2 separate regions of the Sus scrofa genome follow, and region 1 is linked to region 2. The links are chromatin contacts, called in public HiChIP or PLAC-seq maps. All regions are on one chromosome and are shown on one strand. The core of a region is the stretch at or near the end of the contact, and the rest is flanking DNA. Distances in the headings are between cores, read along the strand shown.

Region 1 (4,765 bases), core at 384-2,883, 78 kb after region 2:
AGCAGTAAAATTTAGTGGTGAGTTCAGCTCTGGAGAGTTGTCTAAAGAAAAAGATTTGAGAAGCTTTGACCCAATGAGTGAGATTATACAGGGAAGATGAAAAGAACTAGAAGTGAGGCAAAATTCTGGCAAACATCCACAGGGGCTAAAGAAGAGTCCACGAAAGAGACCAGAGGAAAAGTTGGACAAGCAAGAAAAGAAATAAGTACAAACTGGTCACAGAAATCAAGCCTGTAGAGAATTTCAGGAAGCATGATCAAATGTCAAATACTTCAGAGAGGTCAAATAAGATGAGAACTGGTGCTTCCTGATTTGCCAATTAGGAGGTCTTTGGTGACCTTTGCTAGGACAGCTTCAGTAGTAGAAGAAACGAGCTGAAGAATGGGGACGAGGTTGAGAGAGGAAAATTAAGACCGTTTCAGGTCTTAACTGTGCAGGAGAGCTGAGAGGTAAAAAAGAGTACAAAGGGGATGGTTTCAGGTCGTGACTGTGCAGGGGAGCTGAGAGGTAAATAAGAGTGTACAAGGGGATGCAATATCGATAAGGTTATTTCCTTTCTTTCCTTGTTTTTAGGCTGGGAAACCCATAAAAGGAAGAAGTTAAAAATGCCAATTGGGAGAAAAATGGAGGATAGCTTCAGACTAATACCTAAATGTGACCAGGTCAAAAAAGAAAAATTTCCTTAAGCTGGAGGGGACTTCTGGTACAATGGTAAAGGAACACAGACATGTCCCAGTCGGAAAGCCAAGAGTTCTGCAAGTTGGCCTTTCTGTAATGTTCCGTTTGTGGAGAGTGGGCGTTATGAATTAAAAGTAAAAAATCTGAACCACATTCTGAGGATCAAGGGAGGGAGTATTGCCTATGAACAATAAAAGATCTGCTTTAGCTGGCAACCATCACTGGATCAGATTTTTATGGGTTTCAAGACCGAGCAAAGGGTAAAGCCTTAGAAAAAGCAGAAGTTTTAAACGGTGGAGGCAAGTCCAGAAAAAAAGTAAAAGTGTTAGGTTTTGCAGAAGGCAGAGGAGTCCAAGCACTGGCAGGTCTCAACGAAGTCTTCGTAGATTCGGGGGAAATGAGAAGTTATAAAGTAGCCTAAGACAAACAGGTCAAACAAAATGCCCACATCAACCTCCCGCGCCTCATCTCCCCGCCGCAGGCATGACGAGGGTGGTGATAAAACTCCGTCTCCCGACGTGGAACCACACTACACCCCATCCTGCAAACCCTTAAAACTCCAGGTCCAGGCCCCATTTTCCTCCACTGACAACAGCTGGGCAGCGCGCGTTTCCGCTGGACTCCGGCCAGGGCGTCCCAAGCTGCACCTTACACCTGTGGAAAAGGAACCAAGTCCAGGAGGCCGCCGGCAGTGGAGGAGGGGCCGCTGAGGCGGGAGGTCCGCGCGCGGTGCCTGCTTCCGCCCCACCCACTGCGCGCGCACTGAGCCCCGCCGCGGGAGCTGCGGCGCCCGCCCTGACGCCTGCGCACTACTGCTCTCCCCCGCTGCCTCGGGCTCTACTTTCCCTTCCCCCCCAAGTCGGTCGCACCCTTGCGCCTGCGCTGTGTGGGTTCCCGGGCTGCGGCAGCCATGCTGAACCCGTACGGAGAGGCGAGTGGGGGGGACAGGGTCGACGACAGCGAGCTAGGAAGCCGGGGATATGGAGAATCGGCGGTATTAGAGTACTCTAGGTCTGTGAGGAAAGGTCTGGGCCTTGAGGCTCCTTTGGCCCCTTGGCGCGACCCTCAGGAACCTTCGGAAAACTGGCCCCCGTGGCGGGGGGAGGGGGGGCGGCTGGCACATGACCTGGGTCAGCCAATCTGGGTGCAGCTGACGTGGCCGCGCGGTCCCGATGCTCTCCCCACCCCCCAGCTCGGTCGGGAAGGGAGGGGCTGGGGGCAACGCCCCCTCCCCCAACACAACCTCGGTTTCCGGGGGGGTGACACCCCGGATTACATCCTCCCCCCGCACCAAGCCGAGGGGAACACTGGAGCCCCCCTGGAAGGTTCCAGGATCGAGGTGAGAAGGGGCCCTTGCGGGGCGGGGATGTTGCCAGTCATTTAAGTGCCTAACCAATGATGGGGAGTCCGGGAGGATGATTTTCTTGGGGTTCAGAGAAGAATCCTAAGGATGGGAAGATTTGTCCTTCAAACAGTTTACAGCCAATGGGAGCATGGAGGGGGGCGAGCAGGAGAGGGCCCTCGTTGGGGGAGGGGAATGGCCAACCTCTGTCTCCATACCAATTGGAGGGCAAAGGGGCGTGGGGGTGGTGTGTTCCCCCTCCCCCCATTCCATTCGTCCCTTGGGGGTGCAGGAGCCTGGAGCCAGGTGAGAAGGGATCCTTTTGGTGGCCGGAGGGAGGGGTGACCTAGTGGGCTGAGGAGTGGGAGTGGTGACTAGCTCCTACCCGTAGATGTAAATACTTAGAGTTGACAACCCAGGTTGTGAACTGAGATTGTTCCCAGGCGCCCACTCCCTTTCTCCCCATAGACTGGAAGGAGCATTTCTGTGCTTCCTTTGTGTCAGCGGTAGGGAGATGGCAGTCATCACATGGCATGGTGGAGGTTACGCTTCGAGTCCTTTATCGAATTTGTGTGCATTCACGTGGACCTGGCCTCCGGAGCCTTCGTTGCCCTGGTGGGGTCTTAGTTGAGCATGGGTCTACCCCAAACTGGGGAGGGCTTGCTGGCTGAAAACTCGGGGGTCCCCTGGGGAGCAGAAACCAGGACCAACGTGGGTCTTGAGAAGGGTTGGAAATCGTGGCTTGGGACAGGAGAGAGCGAGTCTCAGGACCTGGAATGATTTCACAGCTCCAAAGGTTTCGGGTTTCTCCAGGGTGGCGTCTTTTGCCTCTTTCACCCCCTCCCCCATTCCTGAACAGATCTCTCCTTGTGTACTGCGGGGGAGGGAACGGAAAGGAGGGAAGAGTTACTTTTCCAAATTACTGAGTAGCAGTGGCCTCCCCTGTGACTCATGTGGGGGAAGGGAGGATTGGAAGGGAGCGGAGAGCAGTGATTTTCCGGAATGCAGGGAAATAAGCCAGAGTAATGTCTGGCTGCCCTTTCCCTTTCTAAGGCTCCGTATTCTCTCGACCTCCTAAATTTTTCTTCCCTGATCGGTCCCCTGATGGGCCTCAGGGCAGATTTGCAAGGCCCCGGGTGGAGAAAAGCAGATTGAGGAGGCTGGGCCACTAGGGGGAGGGGAATGGGGGAGGGGAGAAGGCCTCTGCAAAGTTGCTGTGTCATTGCTTGCCCTGCTGCAGCCTCCCCGGCGGGCTCGGCTGTGCTTTGGGGGCCGAGGCCTGATCGGAGGTGGGGGCGGGGAGGCAAAGTGAGGAGAGAGTCCGCTTTCCCTGTGCGCTCTTCCCCCCGCAGGGCTTGCCCGACTCGAGTGGTCAAGACGACGGGAGGTTGACGGCCATTTTAAACGCAGTAACCGAGGTTAGGGCTACAGGGGTGGGTGATAAGGTTGGAGTTAAAGGACCTCGGCCCTCACGAAGCTCTAGGGTGAGGGTGGGGCTCTTACATTCATTGACCGATATTAATTTCCTTTCTCAGATGTGCATAGTCTTACTTTCTTGCTTGGTAGCCAGAAAAGGGGACGTGGAGAAGCAGGGAGGCCCCCCCACTGAAGCCCAGGTGGGAGACATTCTTTCGTTCTCCGGCAAGGGGGCGGGGGAGCCCCAGAGGTGGCTTTAGAGATCCTGACCTTGTGCTCTGGCTCTTTATTCATACGTAGTCTGTAACCCCATTCAGATTACCAGATTGTGGGAAAGATTTAGTTGAGTGGGCCGGGGGGAGGGGGCGAAATTGAGCTCCCAAAATGGCTCCTGCCCCTCCTCGGAGGCGGACGGCCCGGGGGGGAGGGGAGGAAGGGAGAGGAGGGGGAGGGCTAGTCTGAGCCGCAGCCGCCGCCTCCTCCGCTCGCCCTCCTCCCTGGCGCTGACCGATGGACCAGCCGCTCCGTGGGGAGGACTCCGGACCCCGGCCGGGGGGGGGGGGCTTCCACTCCCGCGACGCAAGGATCCTAAGTGCGGGGGTGCGGGCCTGCCTTCGGGGTGGGGGGAGGGCGGAGAGCGTGGGGAAAGGTCCGAGCTCGCCAGGAGGGGGAGGGTGTTCACGCTGATTCGCCCCTAGCAGGACCTGTTTTTTTCCGCTGAGAGCGTGGTACCGGAATGAAGTTTGGGGGTGAGGTGGGTTTCATTTTATAGGTTACATGGTTGTGTTTGGAGATTTTGCTACCATCTCAGAGTTGCCTCGGTTTTTTCGGGTAGGCAGATATTTGTGTTGGTAACTCAAGGTATGGTGGAAGGGATTGGAAAAGTGTTTGGGGTTCAAGTTTTTGGAACTTGGGTTGCCTTTTAAGAATTCACAGGTGGTGGGTTCTGAGGAGCGGTTTGCCTTTGTTTTTTGGTTGCTTGACCTGGGGAAGGAAGGGGAGGTACTGGCAACCGTGTGTTTTTGATTGTGGCGCGCAAGAACGTTAGATGCCTCCTTTCGCTGCGTTGGGGAGCCTTTAGCTGTTTGCCAGAGTGGCAGGCCGTGGCTTCTAAAATGGCGTCTTCTTCCTCATTTCAGATTCTTCACTGCGGCGGCCTCCTCACTGCCGAGAACAACAACTCGCGGGCGTCCTGTGGCCACACCCCGGCGGGCCAGGCTGGCTACGCCCACGCGGCCTCCTCCAGTCCTGCCGGTCTGGCCAATGGAGGAGATACGAATGGCACGACCTGCCCGAGCTTGGCAATCGCCAGTCGCACTGGGATCGGAC
Region 2 (4,295 bases), core at 1,354-3,853:
TGACAGGTGTCTGTTCCTTAAAGAACTTGTATATACCATGCTCATAGGTAGGAAGAACTTAAGCTGGTCATACAAGAGCTGGAGAAAAATGGAGAGACTACTAGAGAGCAGTCCAGGAAACCACAGCAAGCACTGGATTGGGAATCAAGACATGGGTTCTGCTCTCAAGTTTGTCTTCATCCATGTGCATCCATGCAAATGTTGGCATTTAGGTCTAGACCTCATTTCACTTCTCTGTAAAATGAGTCAGCTAGACTCTCTAATCTCAAAATTTCCAGGTTTGAAATTCTACCTAAATACACTTATAGGGATAGTTTATGGAAAAATCTTGGGTGGAAACAGTAGGTTAATCATTTTTTTTTTTGTTTTATTGTGTTTTTGGTTTTGTCTTTTTTTTTTTTTTTTTTTTTTTTTTTTTTGCCCTTCCCACAGCATGCAGAATTTCCCTGGCCAGATGGAACCTCGCCATAGAAGCAAACTGAGTCACAGCAGCGATCTGAGCCACAGCAGCCACAGAACTACAGCAGTGGCAACACCAGATCCTTAACCCGCTGAGCCACCGGCGAACTCCAACAGTAGGCTTTTCTAAAGGTAAAGAGCATATCTTGCTCTTGAAGTACATCAAGAATAAAAAGGGACACCATTTGTGTGTGTGTGAGAGAAAGATCAAGATTATAAGTAAAAGATGAAGTGTGGGGATACAAATAGAAAACAGACGGATAATGAAAGAGGTTCATAAGACACCTGTTTGATTCTTCTGAAAAAACTCTGTTTCTTGGCGCAGGACAGACCGAAACACCTCTCCCTGCAGGTGGCTGTGCACGCGGCCCATGGTGCTGTTATAGATCCCGTCGCACACGAACTCCAGCACCGAGCTAGAGGGAGACAAAGAAGGAGGGCCGGTCGGTCAGGGACCCCGTAGAAGTGCACTTTGGAGGGCGGCCCCAACTTCCAACTGCGCCCTTTTCAGGGTCCCCCGTCCCCAGCCTTCCAAGCTCAGCAGTCAGACCTGGCTATGATGAGGATGGACATGAGAGTTAGGTTCTGCGTGAAGGCAGCACCTGCCCCATCTCGTAGAATCCAGTCAGTGAGCCGGCCTGTGAAGAACGGAATGGCCATCTCCCCTGGGGAGGGAGAGGAGAGATGGGCGGGTCAGAAAGAGCAAGTCTAAGCAGCCTAAGCAGCTCAGCTCTAACCAGGCTGCACCTCCCGCCCATCCTCCCTTCACCCTTGCCCATTATCCTGCAGAAACAGCGCACACTCTCGGCACTGGAATGGGCCCCCGGGGAACTCGTAATCCTGTGGCCTCACCAGACCTTTAGAGGGTTAATTAAGAAGCCTAGGATGGTAGGAGGAAAGAGCTCGCCCAAGGTGGCCAGTGAAGCAACACCTGAGCAGCACTGGAGTCCAGGACTCCTGACTCCCACCCAGTCCAGGGCTCTTTCCTCTCCACCAAGTGGACCTGAGCGGGGTGGGCTTGCTCTTATCCACATTTCCGAGAACTCACACCTGTCTATCTCACTGACCGTTAGGCTTGATTCCTACCCAGCCCTCTAGCCTCCCTCTCCCTCCCCCCGCATCCCCCTTACCAAGGCTGGAGAGGACCACCAGGGTCAGAAGGAGCCAGAGGTGGCGGATCTCTGAGCCCAGGCAGCCGAGAAGCCGGCTCACTGTCACTCCAGAGCCTCTGTGACTTCCTTGCACCCAAAGGCTGCTAAGCTTATGCCACAGGGCGGCCGCGGGCAATGCCGCCGCATAGCTGAGGGCGAAGGCATCGAGGCGACTCCCCCAGTGCAGTAGCCGCGTGCTGTCAGCCGCTCCCGAGCCCAACTCTCGGAACAAGGCAAGTCCCGGCAGAGCCAAGCCCAGAGCCGCCGCCAGCGGCTCCAAAGCTGCCAGCCATCCCCGAAGTCCTGTGCTTTTCTCCCGGAAGCCAACCGTCGCCCTGAGGACGCTGCGGGCCCCCAACCACAGCACAGCCCAACGGCTCAGGCCCACCACCCAGACCCGGAGCAGCGGCAGCGCTGGGGGCAGCAGCAGGGAGGATATCCGGGGCAGCGCCGGCCGGAGCAGCACCCAGTCGGCGAGAAGCAGCAGCGCTGCCCCCAGCCAAGGGAGGGAAGCTCGGGAGACGCAGAGACACCCGCAGGGAGCGGAGGACCCCGAGCTGGCCATTGGCCGTACGAGGTCGACCCCCGGCCTGGGGCTCTCGCTATCCCTGCTGGGCTGGATTCTCTGGATGCTGTCGGAGTGGGTGCCCGAGCAGGCCCGGACCCGCAGCGGGGAGGGTCCAGGGGCGGGCCGGGGCGGGGATCTCGGAAAGTCCCGGGAACCGACCTGGACCGCCTCAGCGAGCTGGAAGCAAGCGGTTTATGGGAAAGGGAAAACGAAAGCGGCCGCCGGCTCACTAGACCCGCCCACTTCCCCAAGGCGGCCAGCCCGGACTATTTTGGAGGAGGGCGTTGGCATCAGATCTGAGGTTTGGGGGAGGAGCCCTGGCGCTCCACCTTCACTATCACCAACGCCAGACCCTCCTTCTTTCCTTGCCTCCTCTTGCGGGATCCAATGGTCTGGACTTTTTCACCCCAGCCCTTTGGTAGGGATCTTACGTCATCTGTCTCCGGGCAGACCTGCACCACACAGGTTGGCGCAGGGGTGCGAAGCCGCAAGGAGCGGACCCGGGCGCCCCCTGGCGGGCGTGGTGAAGGGGCGGGGCTGTAAGGCAGCTCACCCCGTGCTGTCCCAGGTCGGAAACCAGTGCCCAAGGCAGCGAGGAGCGTGGCACCGGGATGCTGCGGGCTGGAGGACCTACTGGGGACTTACCCCGGGCCGGAGAAGTCCACACTGGGGTAATGAGTCTGGGCTTGAGGGCCAGCAGAGGGGTGGAGCGACAAGGGGACCCTGGAAGCGCCAAGGAGTAAATTTGAAGACTAACAAGCGTGAGGAGATAGCTTGTAGCAGCCAGCTGCTTGCACCCTGAAATGAATACAGGCGTCTCTGTTCTGGAGGGGGTCGTCTAGGGGTCCGCGAAGGGACTGGGCACGCGAGGCTGGTAGAAAGGGGATGCATTGGCCCTTAGGTGGAAGCGTTAAGGGGAAGCTGTTCCAAAGCGCTTTCGCTTTCACTCTGGACTGGAGGGGGGGGATGGTTAAATCAAGGGAGGGGGTTGGAGAGGATGCACAGAGATGAGGAAATTGTGCCCTGGGTGAAGTAGGACAGCGCTTGAGAGATGGGAGTATGGGTACTAATGGAGAAGGGACACAACCGTTTGATAAGCCAGCCCTTGGGTAACTCATAGTCTGATCATGGGGGTTCTATGTGAGCTGGTAGTGCCCTTCTCCAGCTGGGCCCAGGAAGGCTCCTGCTTGGCCCAGGCGCTGCCATGCTCCCTTTCCAAGGTCTTGCACACACCTGCCGGGGGACTTTTGCCCAGGTTGGGCCCCCGGGGGGCAGATGGCAGCCCAAGACTGGCTGGCTTCTGCTCTCAAACTACTGCCACCACTCAGCGTCAGAGCAGCTTTGTTGTAAAGCAACACCCTCTAGGATGGGGTTGCCCCTGTTCCCTGGTGGGCTATTCATGACCAATCAGTAGGTCAAAATGAACACTCAGGCTAATATCCCTGGGGGCCAAGGTAACTTATGGAGTGGTGAGAAGGAGAGCCATAAAACCATTTATAAATCAGATAATCTCCCCTCACAGCCAGATGAGCAGTGGAGAGTAAGAAGTCAGAACAAAGCATGAGAACTAGACCTGGGTTTTAGTTGTGTGCTTTGGACGAGTCACTCACCTTCTCAGTGACTCAGTTTCTTCTAAAGGTTCTTTCCAACTCAACGGGAGTTAAAATTGTACCTTTATTCTCCTTCATTCTTTCTTCTTCTCCTTAATTTCCTTTCTTGACCTGGAAAAGTCAGCTCAAACTCCCCAATCAAATGCTCCCTTGGTACAAATCCCTTCCCCTGTCTACTGAGATATCTATTTGCGTCTTGATCAGAAATCCTTGAATGAAACCTTTGTCTCATGTGCTTCTTGCTCTTTCCTCCTTCCTTTTCACTGGCCATGCTAACCACTGACCTCTGAGGTGTTTTCCATTGTTCAATAAACTGAAAGCTCACTTCTGATGAAAGGTGTGGGATGGATGATTCCGGGCCAAAAAAAAAAAAAACTAGAGCTTGTTACCTTGTTTCCCAAGATGATCACGGTAACTTGCTGGGGGGGGGGGGGGTCGGTAGCACAGCTGTACACACAGCAAGCAGATGTGGAGGTAATTCACTTGCACAGCTGCCTCTGGGTGCTT

The links. HiChIP or PLAC-seq counts read pairs in DNA pulled down with a chosen protein or histone mark.
Region 1: a contact with region 2 is called in an H3K27ac HiChIP or PLAC-seq map of alveolar macrophages. The contact joins the promoter of BRD2 here to the promoter of PSMB9 in region 2. A contact is called at or near these places in 5 of 47 Hi-C or Micro-C datasets (blood, embryonic fibroblasts, epiblast stem cells and 2 more) and 2 of 2 datasets of contacts at active chromatin or transcription factors (alveolar macrophages and skeletal muscle).

What each region holds. Positions count from the first base shown.
Region 1 is chr7:25,149,025-25,153,789 of Sscrofa11.1, forward strand. It overlaps BRD2 (bromodomain containing 2), which reads left to right and starts at 1,634. Exons shown (of 13, transcript NM_001123085.1): 1 at 1,634-2,017; 2 at 4,576-4,765.
Region 2 is chr7:25,069,594-25,073,888 of Sscrofa11.1, forward strand. PSMB9 (proteasome subunit beta 9) reads left to right here and starts at 2,604. Exons shown (of 6, transcript NM_001037961.1): 1 at 2,604-2,849. The coding sequence starts at 2,790. It overlaps TAP1 (transporter 1, ATP-binding cassette, sub-family B (MDR/TAP)), which reads right to left and starts at 2,195. Exons shown (of 11, transcript NM_001044581.1): 1 at 1,590-2,195; 2 at 1,010-1,124; 3 at 745-875. The coding sequence starts at 2,175.